2 separate regions of the Zea mays genome follow, and region 2 is linked to region 1. The links are chromatin contacts, called in public Hi-C maps. All regions are on one chromosome and are shown on one strand. Each heading gives the region's core, a stretch centred on a gene start, on an enhancer-like site or on the middle of the called end of the contact. The rest is flanking DNA. Distances are from core to core; before and after follow the strand shown.

Region 1 (2,536 bases), core at 16-2,515:
ATTTTACAGGGTCCAAAAGATTTATATGCACACCTCATGTGTGTGTGTGTGTGTGTACCACAGTAGGGGGTTTTCCTTATTATTTCCATGTCAAAAAAACATATATGAACACTTTCGCCATAATGTTATTACAACATGGACAAACAAATTGTAATTGCCCTTACAGGCCTATAAAATCCGGTGTTGCCACTAAAACACATCCTTCATTTCTATCTTCCTACGGCGAACTCCAACGGAGTATGTATCAAAACATCTAAACTCATTATAAATATCTAATGACACTTAGCATCTCTAACAGGTAAAGTATACTCGATACCCATTTTAGATGTGATGTGGAAGAGTGCCTATATATATGGACGACCATCTTCTTAGATGTGTATTTGGGTACCCGGTTGAACACGGTAACATTTGGGTCTCGTCTTTCAGCTAACTGTGTAATCCAAACGTGTATTTGAATTCCCGTTTTTGCATATCCTTGTTGGAGTTAGTCTAATACTTAACGCTATATGTGTTACCCAAACGTTGGACAAATAATCTTAGTGGTTGATGTGAAACGCTAACCACCCATGACCCATCCACCCAGCGCTATACTGCTTACTAAAACAAATTTGGAAGGTTAGCCTGCAAGAAAACTTAAATCCCTCGATTCCAAGTCCGCAACACGCGGATCATGCAATGCGCTAATAACACGATGCAATCAGGACAGGGCACGGACATGCGAAATCGCACAGCAGAACAACAAAAACCCCATCAATTCCGCCCAAACCCCGCGCAGATCAGCATAATTCCCACCGGATCTGCGCCAGCTGCACCGAAACAGAAACGAATCGCCAACCCGCGCACATGCGCTCCAGCACACTGCAGTCGTATGCACAACCAGACAAATGACGAGAGGTAACGGAGGTGGGTGGGCGAGGCCGAAATCGTGTACCTCGGCACAGCAGTTGCGAGCGCCGCGAAGCACGATCTTCTCGAGGCCGGAGGAACCCTTGACTAGCTCCGCGAACGGCGACGGCAGCTGCATCGGCGGCGACTGTGAGGCGGCGGCACTGGCTGCAACGGCGGGGGCAGGGCCGGCCATGTCTCGACTCGCCCAGACAACGGCGGAGCTGGGACCCTAACCCTAGTCTTCCACTTCCGGGTCTCGCTCTCCTGCTTTTCGGGGGTTTATTTGGCAGACCTGAAGCGGGGACATAAATGGGAGAGGAAATGGAAAGGGACGACGAGACGGAGAAGAAGGAAGGTGCTGAGGCTGTGTTCTGGAATTCGGCATTCATACCTCAATTTTAAATATAAATGTATTGATTTTTCTATATACATTAATTTTATTATGCATCTATATATAAATATATCTAACTGTATAATAAAATATGTGCATTTATAAAAGCTGAAATACCTTATAATCTATACTGTACTTAAAGCACCAGTTTCAGTTTCAATAGTTTCAACGGTCGTCGCGCGTTATGGAAGAAGGGCGAGTGACACTAGATAAAGTTGTCTAACCAGTAGAACATCAGGCTTAGATATTTTTAATATCGAATATAAATTATATATATGTATATACGTTTTTTGTAAAATAAAAAAAATATAATCGTGTCGGGCCGGACCAGCACTACGGGCTAAGGCTGCAACCCTAACACGGCATAACGTTCTTGGCTCTTGCAAGCATTAGGTCGTTTTTGAGACCACATTGGCGCAATGGACTCCGTGACGTTTGAGGTTGCTGAATTGAATGGATTAACAATGATTTGTCACACTAACAGTAAAATGAAAGATTATTTGTTGGTTTTAAATATTATTATTTGCTACGAAGTAGCATAATTTATATGGAGCGCATCCAGTTTTTATTAATGCCTGACTTTAGCAATCACTCCATATTTTGATCTATCTTTTTATAAGTTTGAGTTCATGCAACTTATTTTAGAATCTTGAGCTCACAAATTTTCTCTTATTTGGTCTCTCTATGGTGGGATTATATTATTTTATAATCTTTGTTCGTTCAGTCAGTCGTTGTGAACTCTTTTCTTATCGCTCACTTCATTGGCTGTGTTGTACCAAGACATATTGGATGGAGTAAATAATATCAGTAGCCAAATCAAAAAAAAAATATTATACGAATGGAGAAGATAATCAATAAAAAATATTGAAATTTTTTTGTAGATAGTTTACATGGGTATTGTTGTAAGTCGTCGCAACGCACGAGCAACCGACTAGTTTAAAATAAAGGGGTAGTATCATTACTACGTTGCTTTCTTTTATTTTCTTTTTTGATTGACGATATATTTTTGTCATAAAAAATTTATAGGTACATGTAAACAAAACCCTTTTATCAAAAAAAGTACTAGAAGGATCTTGATGTCGTCTAAAAGGATAAATAAGCAATTGTAAAATCTTGAACTTGACTTGATTGATTTTAGCAAATCAGATTAATTCCTTGTCCGATAAGTACCTACACTTCACAAACAATTACACCAAATATACAATATAAAGTGCAAGTAAAGTAAATAAGCAATGGATAAGACACATGATTTATTCT
Region 2 (2,536 bases), core at 15-2,514, 210 kb after region 1:
GCCGTAAGGGCAGCCTGTCATTCCGTGTTCTGCCACTGTTCCGTGTTCTCTCATTTCCATTACTTGTTCTGCCTTTCCCATTTCTCCCTCCCTACACAGCTCATTCCCATGTTCTGCCACCATTCCCTGATCTATCATTCCCATTCCTTGTTCTGTCTTTCCCATTCCCACTCCCCGTGAAGCCCATTCCCATTTCATTCTCATTCCCCCGTACAACCCACGTCTAGCTAAAATTAAAAAACACAAATGGCCCCAAAGGGATTTAAACCCGCTACCCCTCAGGCAGATGCGAGCAGTAGCTACTGCTACACTATATATGTGTTTATGTCTATATCTATGACAAGAAAAACATATACTACATCTCTCCCCAAGCCCACCTGCTACCCTTGCACAATGCGTAGTCGTAGATAAGTATCATCGAGATTCTTAAATTATATTTTTGTATGGAGGGAGTAGTGTTTAAAGAAGAGCCTTGCATGCAATTTCTTTTGTTTGAATAATGTTTTCAACTTAAATTCTCTTTTTCATGCGTGTCATTTATTCTCTATAATATTTTTTCTATGGATCTGACTTGTGAGTTATTTTCATAAACCAACGTCAAGGATGAATCTATGTTTTTTACTTGGAAACCCCAAACAAACACCACTAGCAGGAGGCGCTCGCATTGGCGTCGCTCATCGACGACGAAGCTTGGCGACTGCTAATTCGACCTCTAGAAGTAGTCCTATGTGGCCGCATACGCCACTGTGTACTATATCAAGGATCGTGGCCTCATCTCGACGCCAGAAGTGACACAGAGGAGTACCAACAACAATAACCAATTTGTCATCCTCGCCATAGTCAGGGTAGCTTTGTGCCGACCTGCCTTTAATTCTCTTCGCAAACACACACTTACCTTTTTGTTTAAGCAAGCGCGTATGGTGGTGCGTGTCTAATGACTGACGATGTACGAGGGAACTTCTTCCGGCAGGTGTGGGATGTGCTCTCTAATGATGAGACCATATAAATCGTGACATATATCGAAATCTGCATTACATTAATGGTTACAATGTAGTAGTAAATCAGTTAGATTAAAATAACAAAATTTATATATGTCAGAATCATACATGTATTATAAAATCTTTTCTCGTAACAGTATAACATACATTTTATATATAAGTTATCGTGATGTTCCCGTTACAATGCACATACACTCACCTATTATATAAATATAAATAAGCACGACCCCACTTTTGTTGCTCCATAAATACTCCGTACTGTCAAATCTCCAGTCCGTATAAGCTTGGCGTGGCGCTCATAGATACGCACAACGTTAGCGCGGCGCCGCTCCACAGTCGCTCACACCGTCACACGGCATGGAGGTTGCCGGAAACCATGTTCAGAGCTGTCGCACGGAGCTGCCGGAGCCGCAGAAGCCGCTGGTGGACGACGACGGGCGGCCGCTCCGCACGGGCACGCTGTGGACGGCCAGCGCGCACATCATCACGGCGGTGATCGGCTCCGGCGTGCTGTCGCTCGCGTGGGGCGTGGCCCAGCTTGGGTGGGCGGGCGGCCCCGCCGCGATGGTGCTCTTCGCCGCCGTCATCTACTACACGTCCACGCTGCTCGCCGAGTGCTACCGCTGCGGCGACCCCACGTTCGGCCCGCGCAACCGCACCTACATCGACGCCGTCCGCGCCACCCTCGGCGACTCCAAGGAGAGGCTCTGCGGCGCCATCCAGCTCTCCAACCTCTTCGGCATCGGCATCGGCGTCTCCATTGCCGCCTCCGTCAGCATGCAGTAAGTGGTGTGGTGGTGACCACTGACCAACCAAGCCAAATCAAACCGCGCGCGCCTCCGGGCTCTAGGGGCGCCACGCCATAGCAATCAAGTTTACCCATACATCTGTTACATGCATGGACGAGCAGGGCGATCCGGAGGGCCGGCTGCTTCCACTACCGAGGGCACGAGGACCCGTGCCACGCCTCCACCAGCCCATACATCGCCGTCTTCGGCGTCATGCAGATCGTCTTCTCGCAGATCCCCGACCTAGACAAGGTATGGTGGCTGTCCACCGTGGCCGCCATCATGTCCTTCTCCTACTCCACCATCGGCATCTTGCTCGGTGTTGTTCAGATTGTAGGTACGTTATTCGATCGATGGATCCGTGCACGTCCAAATAACAAGAGACAAGATTACATTTATTGACTACTGTCTGACTTCCGCGTGCGTGAATCAATTGCAGAACACGGAGGACCGAGGGGGAGCCTCGCCGGCGTCATCGGTGCTGGCGCCAGGGTCACCATGATGCAGAAGGTGTGGCGCAGCCTGCAGGCTTTTGGGAACATCGCGTTCGCGTACGGTTTCTCTATCATCCTGCTCGAGATACAGGCACGTTACTACCAGCTGTCGTGATCGCCTAATGATTTCTCGGTCGGTCTTCAGGCCTTTCGAATTTGATCTTAGACTGATAATATTACGTACGTGCCGTTGCCGTTCATGCGTCGTCTAGGACACGATAAAGTCCCCGCCGCCGTCGGAGGCTAAGGTGATGAA

The links. A called contact is a pair of places that touch in the nucleus more often than the background predicts.
Region 2: a Hi-C map of root tip shows a contact between it and region 1, with 4 times the contacts expected there. The contact joins the promoter of LOC103653395 here to the promoter of LOC100282752 in region 1. A contact is called at or near these places in 8 of 25 Hi-C or Micro-C datasets (bundle sheath, ear, leaf and 2 more).

What each region holds. Positions count from the first base shown.
Region 1 is chr4:73,777,950-73,780,485 of Zm-B73-REFERENCE-NAM-5.0, forward strand. It overlaps LOC100282752, which reads right to left and starts at 1,266. Exons shown (of 9, transcript NM_001155658.2): 1 at 932-1,266. The coding sequence starts at 1,081.
Region 2 is chr4:73,989,773-73,992,308 of Zm-B73-REFERENCE-NAM-5.0, forward strand. It overlaps LOC103653395 (amino acid permease 4), which reads left to right and starts at 1,265. Exons shown (of 4, transcript XM_008680311.3): 1 at 1,265-1,780; 2 at 1,909-2,123; 3 at 2,226-2,371; 4 at 2,493-2,536. The coding sequence starts at 1,356.